2 separate regions of the Oryctolagus cuniculus genome follow, and region 2 is linked to region 1. Evidence: chromatin contacts called from public Hi-C data. All regions are on one chromosome and are shown on one strand. Each heading gives the region's core, a stretch centred on a gene start, on an enhancer-like site or on the middle of the called end of the contact. The rest is flanking DNA. Distances are from core to core; before and after follow the strand shown. Region 1 overlaps TJP2 (tight junction protein 2). Region 2 holds the start of TJP2 (tight junction protein 2).

Region 1 (6,527 bases), core at 2,730-5,229:
ATGAACCTGGGAAGGCAGCAGATGATGGCTCAGGTGCTGGGGTCCCTGCCACACATGTGGGAGACCCGGATGGCTTCTGGCTACAGCCTTGCCCAGCCCCAGCTGTTGGGAGCATTTGGGCAGTGAAGCAGCAATGAAAGACCCCTTTCTCTCTCCGCTCCTTGTCTCTCTGTCACTCTGCATTTCAAATAAACAAATCAATCTTTAAAAAAAAAAAAAAACAAACTTGTATGTTCATACTTTGGTACACTAAACTAGAAGGTATAATTTAAACAGACTATTCTTATTTGTAATTACAAAGTAGCCATTAATAAGCCAAAAGGGAAGGTGCTAATTTTGGCAACCAAGACACAGCCCTGCTCACTCTGTGATTTTAAATCTTACTAAGCCTACAACATCAAAACAGAGTCCCACTTTAAAACAACAACATACATGCAAACCACCACCCCGTAATAGGTAGGAAGATAAAGAAAATTATGAACTGCTTTGTTTTAAAAGGCAGGCTAGAAAGCCAGTCATTAGAGCTGTTCAGCTAAGTGCTGCCAGCAGGGTGGGCCCCGTATGACACACACAGGTGAACTGTCCCTCCCACACCGAAGGCACCATCAGAGGGTGGCACACACAGAAAAGAGAGACGCGATACTGATCCCACACAGCTAGGAAGCCTCAACAGTGCTGGGCCTCAGACATGCCTTTCCCATCAGCACCAGGGAATACATGCAGGAACTTACAGAAGCCCCCTCTTAGGGACTCCAGCACCAACACCTAGGAGCTACTTAGGAATGCAGGATCTTGGGCCAGGCATTGTGGTACAGTGGGTTAAGCGTCCACCTGTGACACCAGCATCCCATATCTGAGCACCAGGTGAAATACCAGCTGCTCCACTTATGATCCAGCTCCCTGCTAAGGTACCTGCAAAGGCAGCAGAAGATGACCCCATATACCTGGGCCTCTGCCACCCACGTGGGAGACCTGGATGGAGTCCCAGGCTCCTGGCTTCAGCCTGGCCCAGCCCTGACTATTGTGGGAATGAACCAGTGGATGGAAGAGCTCTCTTTCTCTCTCTCTTTCTGCCTCTCCAATCAATCAAAAAAAAAAAAAAATGCAGAATCTCAAGCCCTTCCTTGGACCTGCTGATAAGAACACATTTTAACCACAGCCCCAGATGAACATGCATATTGAATTCCACAAAGCGCAGTCAGCAGTCCTCTGCAACAGAACGTGCTGCTAAGATGGCAGTGTTTCCGAGCTGTGTTGTCCAACACGGTCACCACTGCCAGGGGTGGCTACTGAGCGCTGGAAACGGGGCCACTGTAACTGAGGAAATGTTTCACTTTAGTTACCGTGAATTTAAAATAGCTGCTTTACTATATACCTGTTTAACCACAGCCCAGAGTTGCCCAATTTTTTTTAAAGCTTTTTATTTATTTATTTAAAAGGCAGAGTTACAGAGACAGGGAGAGAGACCTTCCATCTGCTAGTTCGCTTCCCTGATGGCTGCAAGGGCCAGGGCTAAACTAGCATGAAGCCAAGAGCCTAAACTCCACTGGGGTCTCCCACATGGGTGGTAGGGGCCCAAGCACTTGGGCCATCTTCCACTGCTTTCCCAGCATTAGCAGGGAGCTGAATGGGAAATGGAGCAGCCAGAACTTGAGCCAGTGCCCATGTGGAATGGCAGCATAACGGTTCCCATCTGGGGCAAGTACAACAAACACTATGGCAAACCCTATGACCCATGTAGCTTCTCCTCCCTCACCCCCACATTTTACAATTAATCCCCCACTGCTTAAAGGGCACGCACATCTCTGCCTCTGTTCAAGGAGGTTGTACTTTGAAAAGAACTTCTAGCCATTAACAGAATCGCAGCCACCATAGCAAATGCCAGGGCTTTCAAGTGCCATTTTGAGAAGAAAAAAAGAAATGCCACTTATTTTCAGAAACTGTACTGTTTTTCTACTTTAAAGATTCTTTTGGTAATCTTTAAAAATTTTTCCTACAAGGGGGAAAAAATAAAAAGACTGAGCTTCTCATGTAGACATGTGCTGAAAGCTGAGTAAATGACTGTGAACGCACTAACTAGCTTGCAGTAAGAGACAGTAATTTTACAGGAAGCATTCACCTGTAAGATTAAAAAGTGCATGACTTAAAGTGCATATTTACGGTTCCCCAACTCTGATACCGGAACATGCTCTTGCATGGGACACTGGGCATGCAGATGAGTGGCCAGCGCACCTAACGGACACCAACAATGAAAAAACTGGGAGTGGCCAGGTCTCCCCAGAGCACCCTGTGAGGAGGGGAGAGGGCAGCCGACAGGAGACAGGAGAACCTCCCTTACAAATGTGGGAGTCAACACCAAGCTATTAAAGTAGCATACATGCACACCCACAGCCTTATGAATGGTTACAACTTAATAATATAACAGTAGACAGCACTGAGGCACATTATGCCAAAATAGTCAGGCTTCTCCTGTGTGTTTTTCCCTTGCGACAAAACGGAAAGTAATAAAAACCTCCGATGTTTAAGATAGCCTTGTTTCTAAACTTAGAAAAAAGAGTTCATTCTTCGATCTTGGATGCCATTATTATGTAAACTGAGTTAAAGGGACAGTCTTGGCACTGCTTCCTCTCATTGAGAACATAGAAATTCCAGAGACAGATGCCAACTTTTTTTTTTTATTATGAATTCATATTCCTGAGCTCCTCTCAAGAAACCCATACCCGGCTAGTAACAAAAGTTACGGGCAGATATTTTAGTGATCTTAAAGCACCAGCTCCCCCCCCCCCTTTTTTTTTTAAACAGGCAGAGTGGACAGTGAGAGAGAGAGACAGAGAGAAAGGTCTTCCCTTGCTGTTGGTTCACCCTCCAATGGCCGCTGTGGCCGGCGCGCTGCGCTGATCCGAAGGCAGGAGCCAGGTGCTTCCTCCTGGTCTCCCATGGGGTGCAGGGCCCAGGCACTTGGGCCATCCTCCACTGCACTCCCTGGCCACAGCAGACAGCTGGCCTGGAAGAGGGGCAACCGGGACAGAACCTGGCGCCCCGACAGGACTAGAACCCACAGGTGGAGGATTAGCCTATTGAGCCGCAGAGCTGGCCTCAGCTTTCCCCTTTGGGGGAATTTGTGGTTATCTGCAAATCTGCAAAGACCACTGCTGGGATGGATACTCCACTAGGTGGCGCAGGTATGCAGAAGAAAAAGGAGAGAGACTGCCTTTCCCCTTCAAATTGAGTGTTTCAGAGCCGGCGCCGTGGCTCAATAGGCTAATCCTCCACCTTGCGGCGCCGGCACACCGGGTTCTAGTCCCGGTTGGGGCGCCGGATTCTGTCCCGGTTGCCCCTCTTCCAGGCCAGCTCTCTGCTATGGCCAGGGAGTGCAGTGGAGGATGGCCCAGGTGCTTGGGCCCTGCACCCCATGGGAGACCAGGAAAAGCACCTGGCTCCTGGCTCCTGCCAGGATCAGCGCGGTGCGCCGGCTGCAGCGGCGGCCATTGGAGGGTGAACCAACGGCAAAGGAAGACCTTTCTCTCTGCGTCTCTCTCTCTCACTATCCACTCTGCCTGTAAAAAAAAAAAAAAAAAAAAAAAAAAAAAAAAAAAAATTGAGTGTTTCAAAACAAAATTTAGATTAGAAAATGGACTTTAATAATACCAATCAAACCCTTCCACTTCGGCTTTTCTAAGGCAGAGGGTAAGTTTGCAAATGGTGAGAGAAAATTAGACTTTGAAGTTTAGTTAATCAACAAAAACACAAAACATCAGCCACTGGCAAAAGCACACTCTGGGATCACAATGAAGAGAAAGTCAGAAAGGTCTCAACAGAGAGGGAGTGGCCTCTTCAGGGAGATCAGGGAAGGTTATCCTCCCTCCTCCCCCTCCCCGCCCCCGCCCCCCAGGCATGAGGCACACGTGGGACTCAGTGGTGCCAAGCGGGTGGAGGAGCCAGGCCTCCGGGGGATCTTGGTCTCAGCGGATAAGTAAAGTAAGTGACAGGCAGAGGCAGACCCAGGCATGAGTACATCTGCATTTCTGTGTCCAGCTGGAGTAGGCAGGCACACAGGTTAACACTGATTAGGTGAGCTGGAACACCATGCTTTCACCACACCCCTGTGTGACCTCATGCCCTACCTGACCATACCTGGGTGCCCACCTGCCCACTAGACCATGTAACCACTCCCCTTTGGAAAATATTTAAAAGGAGCGCCCCAAAATCACTCTGCCTGTGCTTCGCTACTCATGGTAAGCGGTGGATAGCTGCTCAAAAATGCTTGCTGCACGTGGCTTTTGGCCTGCTTTCTGCTTCATATGAACTCCAACCTAATTTCCAGATTTTCCCTTCTTAGACTGGACTAACGCCCTCACTCTCCTATGCATCTTTCGCACTGAATAAAAGCTTAAAATGTACCATGTTGCCTTGTTCATTTATGCCGGTATTCAGAATTCTTCTCTGAATATTAGGCAAGAACCCACACAGGCTTATTAATATTGGGGATTTATTAATAAGCATACGATGATATCATATGGCACCCCAAATTTTGATCATATATGGCACCCCAGATGGGACTTTGGGGGTCCTTAAGGGGGGCACATTTCATATCATATTTTATGGGGTCAATTCCAATAATACATATGGCAACCACAGAGGGACTTATAACATGTGGGGGGTCAAATTCCGATATCCCAACCACTCAGACACCCGGGGGGTGTGGGTCCCAGGACCACTCTCAAATACACAGATCCATGGTTGCTCAAGTCCCTTATATAAAATGATGTGGTATCAGCATAGAACTTAGGCCAGCATGCTTGAATACGTAACACTTAAAATGATGTAAATGCTGCGTGAAGAGTTGTTACACTATATTGTTCAGAGAAGAAAGATGAGGGGAAAGCACACATCATTGGTACAGACGCAATTTTTGTTTTCAAGTATTTTCAACCCACTCTTGATGGAATCCACAGATGGGAGTGAACTCAGCAGGTAAATAGGTACAACTATAAAGAGGTACAACTATATTGGGAGTCCAAACTCCAGAGTCCCTGAGAAGCAGGGAAGAAACGCAAAGCTGGGTCGATGGCCTGGGCACAATGTTAGTGGAACCCAGGGGTGGGAAGGAGGAGGAGAGCTGGACCCTGGCACTGAATTCATGCAGGAATGAGTGTCCAGGGGCAGCAGGGAGCACAGGACCCCACGAGGTGTCCGGCACTGATCAAGACTCACTTGTTACTGCGAGGCAAGACTTCCACACCAGGGCCAAAGGCAGCTTCACGTGCTGCTCCCGAGGCATGGGGAGGAGTGGCATGGGGCACACAGGAGAAGCGCTGCGGGGTCTTCTGAGGCTCAGGGCGGAGTACAACGCGGTGAGGAGACCCCTGTGCTGGCTCAGGTGTGAGCCTCTGCAGAGAGACTTCCAAGAGGCCCGGGGCAGGACCAGGCACAACGCACAAGGCTTTCTCCAGCCACTCCAGCCCACGAGCAGTTCAAGGCCGAGTTCCCTGAGGAACTCAGGTGCTAAGACTCCCCACTCCCATGCCCCCACTCCATGGGTCCTGTGGGTCTCAAATGAGCAGTATGGAAGGTCTCAGACACTGAAAAGTTCCACACCAAGAAGGATGTTTCCAATGACAACATCAGCCCCCTCCCACAGAGGGCTTCCAGGAGCGGGGTTTGGCCTTGCAGTTAAGACAGCAGGCTGAAACACCCAATCCCCAACCAGAGTGCCTGCATTCCAGTCCCGCTCCAGCTTCTCACTAACGTGCGCCCTATGTGGCAATCGCGACAGCTCCGGCACCTCTGTCCCCAACACCCGCCTGGGAGTCCCAGGTCGAGTCTAGGCTCCTGGCTGTGGTGACTATTTAGGGAATAAACTAGCTTATGGGAGAGTGCTCTCTCTCGCTCTTTCTCTGCCTCTCAAATAAAAAAATTAAGAGGAAAAAAAATCAACAAAAAGGACAATCAATAGTGGTGTAAATGTAATATGCATCATTCAACACATGGGTATCCAGTGTGTCTCGGCCTTTTAAAACAAAGATCTACTGACACAGGACACAGTTCCTACCTGCAAGATGACGTTTGATTCCAAGACACAGCCCAGTACAAGACACAGAAGTGACCATTAACTGAGTCAGGGTGTTAGTCACTTCATAGATGCAGGGAATTCAAAGTTTTCTTGCACCAAAACAAAGTCATCTTTCAACTCCATTTCCCATGGACTTTTCAAAATTCCTTCTTTACCAACCCAAGGCCCTTTGGCTGTGTCTTCTGAACCCAAGGAGATTCATCCATGTCTCTCCTGCTCAACGTTTCTTTACAACTTTGAATCCTCCCGAGCACTTAATGTTTTTAGGCTGAAGTTTAAATAACAAGTTATTTGGGACTGAAATAGTCAACAACCTAGAAACACCACCAAGACTCTGTCCCAAACCTGCAGACGGGAGAAGTAAGAATATCCAAAACTCGGCTGGTGCCACAGCTCACTAGGCTAATCCTCCGCCTTGCGGCGCCGGCACACCGGGTTCTAGTCCCGGTCGGGG
Region 2 (6,527 bases), core at 1,895-4,394, 76 kb after region 1:
CTCCTGGCTCCTGGCTTCGGATCAGCACAGCTCCAGCTACTGCTGCGCTGATCCGATGACTACCTGGGGAGTGAACCAGCAGATGGAAGACCTCTCTCTCTGCCTCTCCTCTCTGTGTGTAACTCTGACTTTCAAATAAATAAATAAATCTTAAAAAAAAAAAAGTATTCAGGGGGCCAGTGCTGTGGTGTAGCATGTAAAACTGGCGCCGTCAGTGTCAGCATCCCATATGAGTGCCGGTTTGAGTCCTGGCTGCTCCACTTACAATCCAGCTCTCTGCTATGGCCTGGGAAAACAGTAGAAGATGGTCCAAGTCCTTGGGCCCCTGCACCCACATGAGAGACCCAGAAAAAAGCTCCTGGCTTCTGGCTTCAGACTGGTAGAGCTCTGGCCATTGTTGCCAGTTGGAGAGTGAAGCAGCAAATGGAAGACCTCTCTCTGTCTCTCTCTGTGGAACTCTGACTTTCAAATAAATAAATAAATATTTTAAAAATGAAAGTACTGAGGAGCACAGGGGCTGGTAGAGAGTGGAATGGGATATTGACTAGTGGGTACACAGTCTCTATTTGGGATGACGAAAAAGTTCTGGAAATAGGCAGTGGTGATGGTTGCACAACATCATGAATGTACTTAGCGTTACCCAATTGCATATTTTTAGATGGTTAGAATGGTTAAGTTTTGTCTTACATATATTTTTTAACACAATGATTACTATCCAGAAATAAAAAACCTCAAGCCAGTAATTTAACCCAATTTCCACCCTAGAGTGGAGGGCTGTGACCCATGGATCTCGGTGTGTGTGTCCTGGTAGAAAACTGAACAACAGGGGGGCCAGCGCTGTGGCTCAGTGGATGAACCAGCTTCCCGCAACACTGGCAGCTCCTATGAGCACCAGTTAGGAGTCTCAGCTGTTCTGCTTCCAGTCCAGCTCCCTGCTAATACTCCCTGGAAAGGCGGCAGAAGATGGCCATGTACTTGGGCTCCTGCTTGTGCCCTTGAGGTCATCTGAGGAGTGAACCAGCAGGTAGAAGCTCTTTCTGTCTTTGTCTCTCCCTGTCAGTCACCCTGTCTTTCAAAAAATTAAATGAATGTTTAAAAATAAATGTTTAGAGCCAGCGCCACGGCTCAATAGGCTAATCCTCCACCTAGTGGCACCGGCACACCGGGTTCTAGTCCCGGTCGGGGCCCGGATTCTGTCCCTGTTGCCCCTCTTCCAGGCGAGCTCTCTGCTATGTCCCAGGCGTGCAGTGGAGGATGGCCCAAGTGCTTGGGCCCTGCACCCCATGGGAGACCAGGAGAAGCACCTGGCTCCTGGCTTCCGATCAGCGCGGTGCGCCGGCCACAGCACACCAGCCACGGTGGCCATTGGAGGGTGACCAACGGCAAAAGGAAGACCTTTCTCTCTGTCTCTCTCACTATCCACTCTGCCTGTCAAAGAAAAAAAAAAAAGTTTAGAAAAAAAAATAAGACTGGTTGTTGCCAGCATTTGGGGAGTCAAATCAATTGGATGGAAGATCTGTCAGTCTCCTGCCTTTCAATCAAAATTAAAATTAATTCATTTTTCTAAAAGGAAATGTATTGTAAATCTCTTCCTTACACTGGAGGAAACACTTAGCCCTAAGACACGCATACCCCCTCCCCCACCTGCGCCAGCCCCTTTCAAAGGTGTCCCCCAGGGGATCTTGCCTAAGCAGGGCTTGGGGTTGTTGGCATTCTGTATTTCAAAGGCCGCAGACCAAGGCCCCTGCCGCATCGGGCAACAAGGCCCTGGAGCTCCTTAAAGTGTCAGCCTCACCTTCCAGAATCACCCTCCTCACAAGGAAGCAGAGCCCGGGTCTTATCTTCCAAGTGAGCTGGCCAAGGGCTTATCTTCCAACCGCCAATTAGATCAACCTGCTTAGACAGCCTGAGGGAGGAGGCCGGCCCGCGGCGCCCGCCCCCGGGGCCGGTGCGCAGCCCGACTGCGCCAGAGTCGTCCAGAGAGACTCAGCTGCGCACAAAGCCCTCGTAGGAACTTCCAGTCTTCATACCAGGCTCGGAGAATGCCTGGAATTCAGTGGCCCTTCTCCAACCTAAAGATCCTCAACTCGGTTTTCAGCCCTACAGAAGAAACTTGCGCGGCAGCCCAGGCGAACGCACCGCGTCCAAAAGTACAAAGGACACAGAATAAACACATATTGAAAATGCACATACTTTGTGTTTTCTCACGTTCTGCCGCATCCAGGGCACAGACCCCGGCCGTGCGGGGCAGGCAGTGCCGGCAGGCTCGGGAGCATGACGTTTCCATGTCCCGAGGTGGAGACCCAGGCCCGCAGCCCCGGGGGCTCTCAGCTCACCGGCGCCCCCCTCCGCTCGCAGCCACCCAGCGCCCCGGCCCCTGCCCCTGCCCCTGCCCCTCTCTCCCCGCCGTGGGCCGCGCCAACAGAAACCCACGGCCCAGCAGACAACGACCCAGTGTCTACCCCCTGGGAGAGAAGGTGCCAGGCATGCAGGGACAAAGGACGCCCCCCAGGCACCTGCGGCCACCCCAGGTGCGTGGTCATTCCCACTTCCAGGTAGTTTCTCCTAGAACCTCGGCGACGCGCCGCTGCCCCCACGGAAGACAGGGAGGCAAAAACCACGGAGGAAAATAAAGGACAATGCCCCTTGGAAATATCCCCCGAATTCCACAGGTAGATCTGGCCGATGTCACCTCGCATTTAATGGCGCTGTCCCCCTGCCCCACCACCACCAATGCCCGCCCGCACAGCTGATTAAAGCGCCAGCGCGCTCTCGCACCCTCAAATCCCTCCCGGGCAAAAGTGGGGAACGCAGCCGGGGAGCGTCCCGGCGTCGCCCGGGCCGGGAAAGGAGAGAGAGGAGAGGAGTACTCGCCTGGACACGGGTGGCGGCTGCGGCTGGCTGAGTCTGGCGCAGGGCACGGGCGACTCTCGCGGGCGCTCCGCAACGCGGCGCCCGCGGCCGGGCCGGTGTCCCCTGCGCTCCGGGCGCACGTCCCTGGCAGCACCTCGTCGGAGCCGGAGTGCAGGAGGCTGCCCTGGTAACGGGCGGGCGTTAGTGGCCTCCCGCCGCAGCTCCTGGGTATTATTGTGACTCAAGCTATTTCCTGTTTGGAGGTTTCGGGAGAAAGGAAAAAAAAAAAAAAAAAAAAACCTCCTGGGCTGGGTGGGGGCAGGGGGAGGGACGGCGGCTGCCTGCAGGGGAAGGGGGTGGGCGGTGGCTGCCACCTGCTTCCTGGAGACCTGGGCGGTGCCCGGCGCGCCGGCTCACGCAGCTTCGTGCGGCTTGGGGAAGCTCCGAGGGCGCCTCGCTCGCGCCGCCCAGCGGTGGGGCAAAGGCCGCGGCAGCAAGAGTGGCCTTGGGGGCGGGAGGCAGCGCGCCCACTCCCTGTTGCGCGAAACTACAGCTGAGCTGTGTCACTAGTGCGAGAGGAATCGTCCCAGCCCAGGTTTGCCCGCTGGTTCTGTGCGGGCATGAGGGCATGGGAGGGGTCGGCTCAGCCACGCTCCAAGGACCGCGGTGGGAAACGAGTGTAGGCCGTTGCGGGTATCACAGCCGCGGAGGGCCGCTGTTTCTCTTTGGGAGCCGGGCGGGGTTGCGGGGTGAGTGGATGAGAAGCAGGTTAAGGCTGTGGAAAGTGAACTTCTTCACGAGCGGCTTCCGTGCCCCTCCCCCGCCGGCCGCACCCGGAGCCGGGATCTCGGGGTCTGAGGCCCGAATCCGGAAATACCGGTTCCTGGGCTGGGACAATAGGTGAGGGCGGGAGCGCCGGCCAGAGCCTGCTGAGTCACTTCGGGAATCTTGGCTTGGCAGGCCAGGCCGAATCTGGGCGCCCCAGCCCGCACCTGGCCGCCAGGTGCTTCCATCTCACGCAGGTTCTAAGAAGCCCCCAGATATAATGAGGAGCAGTTAGGAGACACAGAGCTTGAATGTGGATTGATGGAAACGAGCTGGAGGTGGATAGCAGTGGTAGTTTCGCAACAATATGCATGTGCTTAATATCACCGAACTGTGCACTTTAGAACGGTCAAAATGGGAAATTTTATGTTGTGTATATTTTACAATAAAAAAAAAAGACACTCCTGCGAGGGATGTCATCATTCATTCACAACAACGTTAAGTAGGACTGCCAAGTTCTCCTTCCCTCCTCCCATGCAAACCTTCCGCGGAAGTAAAGGAATGCACAAAAGTGCTTTCTAGAAAACTCAGTGTGTGCGGCTGCCTTTCAACAAGTTAGCAGGCACTTTACACCTAAGGAACAGGCCAGTGTTAAGAAAGAGGAGCAACTTAGAAACTAAAGAGTTAGCAAAGCCAGGAGCAGTATGCAACCATTCACCTAAGAAAGCAGAAACACTCATGCGTTTGAATTGTTTTAAATGCTGGCTAAATTGGCTGGGTTGGCACAGGAGGGTTAAGCAGCTACTTGGCTGGTAGTGCCAGGTTCATGTCCTGCGTACTCTGCTTTGCCTGGGAAGCAGCAGAGGACAGCCCAAGTACTTAAGGTCCTTCCACGGGGTGGGAGACCACGATGGAGTTTTAGCTCCTGGCTGGCTGTTGAGGACATTTTCAGAGTGACTCCATGGATAGAAGTGCTCTTGCTTGTTCTCTCTGTCACTGCCTTTCAAATAACTTTTTTTTTATAAAGATTTATTTTATTTATTCAAAAAGCAGAGCCACAGAGGAAGAGACAGAGAAAGATCTTCCAACTGCTGGTTCACTCTCCAAATGGCTGCAACAGCACAGGCTGTGCCAAGCCAAGCCAGGAGCCAGGAGTTTCTTCCAGGTCTCCCACCATGGGTGCTGGGGGACCAAGGACCTAAGCCATGCTCCACTGCCCTCCCAGGTGCTTTGGCAGGAGGCTGGATGAGAACTAGAGAATCCAGTACACAAGCCAGTTCCAATGAGTATTTTTTTTTAAAAGGATAAATTGTTGGGGCCAGCACTGTGGCGAAACGGGAAAAGCCGCTGCCTGCAGTACCAGCATCCCATATGGGCTCCGGTTCAAGTCCCTGCTGCTCCACTTCCAATCCAGCTCCCTGCTAATGTGCTTCAGAAAGCAGCAGATGGCCCAAGTCCTTGGGCCCCTTTTCCACGTGGGAGACCCAGATGAAGCTCCTGGCTCCTGGCATTGGCCTGGCCCGGCTCTGCCCATTGCAGCCATCTGGAAGATCTCTGTCTCTCCCTCTCTCTCTTTGTGACTCTGCTTTTCAAGTAAATAAATCTCAAAGGAAAAAAAAATCTAAGGAAAAAATTTTTCAATGTTTTACTCACATTTCTTTGATTTCTTTCAGTACATGGAGTTGGTGTTACTACTACATGTGTTTGGGCTAACTATAATAAACATGAGGGTACTTAAAAGTTTCTGGAAGATGAAATTTAAAAATTATGTTGAAGATTTCTTGAACACGTGGATTTAAAACATTTTTTGAAACAAAGTAAACTTATGTCTTCATTCCATTTCTTCATGAACTTTTTTTTTTTTTGACAGGTAGAGTTATAGACAGAGAGAGAGAGAGAGAGAGAGAGGTCTTCCTTCCATTGGTTCACTCCCCAAATGGCTGCTACAGCCGGAGCTGTGCTGACCCAAAGCCAGGAGCCAGGTACTTCTTCCTGGTCTCCCTTGCGGGTGCAGGGGCCCAAGCACTTGGGCCATCCTCCACTGCCTTCCCGGGCCACAGCAGAGAGCTGGACTGGAAGAGGAGCCACCGGGACTAGAACCCGGAGCCCATATGGGATGCCGGCACCGCAGGCAGAAGATTAACCAAGTGAGCCACGGCGCCGGCCCCATTTCTTCATGAACTTTTGAAATTCCCTTGTATAAACAAATATTTATGTATATAAATATACCTGCAAGTGCACACAAAACACCTACTTTATTTCTTTATCTGAGATGAAATGAACATTTCAAATAAGAGTCAAACTTCTGTTTAATGTATCCAGGTAGACAGAAAGGGACTCTGGCTAGCATTATCTTTGTTTTCCTCAAGTAAGCATTCCCTTGTTTTCTTGTCATTGACAAAACTGCGCTTCCAGTAACTAATAAACATTTCCATTCTGAGGACAAAACACTTCAAAATCTGCTCAGAGGGAGAAAAGGAGAGGCCTCCATGGGTCACAGGGCGGGTCTATGAAAAGTAGGGCAAGAACTCTGCTGGACAAGCTGCCTCCCTGCCACTGGCACCAAGGCAGCCCCACAGATGTCATCCTTCTTCCGGGGAGACAAAGCCTCATTCTGCTGCCTCCAGTGACAAGGAGCTCTTGTGTGCTGTGTCCTGGGGCTCTGAAATCAATACCGCGCCTCACCTGCAGGCTGGACAAACAGGACGCAGAAAGAGTAGACTCTCAGGGCAGAGGAGGGCAGTGCTCTGACACCGGAACTGGTGTTTCCAGGCCGGCTGATGCCACCACCCCCGGAAAGAGGCCTTGTTTCTCCTCCTGCCTTGGCCACCTGCTGCCTTCTCTGAGCTTCAACTTCAGACTCAACCTTTGACCCAGCCACTCCATTTCTAGGTGTCTGTCCAAATACA

What was found. Hi-C and Micro-C count contacts between places; a contact is called where the count stands out from the background.
Region 2: a Hi-C map of psoas muscle shows a contact between it and region 1, with 2.5 times the contacts expected there. The contact joins the promoter of TJP2 here to the enhancer-like site in region 1. A contact is called at or near these places in 3 of 6 Hi-C or Micro-C datasets (ear pinna, psoas muscle and an unstated tissue).

What each region holds. Positions count from the first base shown.
Region 1 is chr1:161,230,457-161,236,983 of mOryCun1.1, forward strand. The region is part of intron 2 of TJP2 (tight junction protein 2); the gene reads right to left. Among named protein-coding and RNA genes, the nearest start is that of TJP2, 77 kb to the right of the region's middle. Within about 2 kb of position 3,980, at least 1 of the 8 cell types and tissues checked has an H3K27ac peak or open chromatin away from gene starts, as enhancers often do.
Region 2 is chr1:161,307,754-161,314,280 of mOryCun1.1, forward strand. It overlaps TJP2 (tight junction protein 2), which reads right to left and starts at 3,145. Exons shown (of 24, transcript XM_051846396.2): 1 at 2,875-3,145.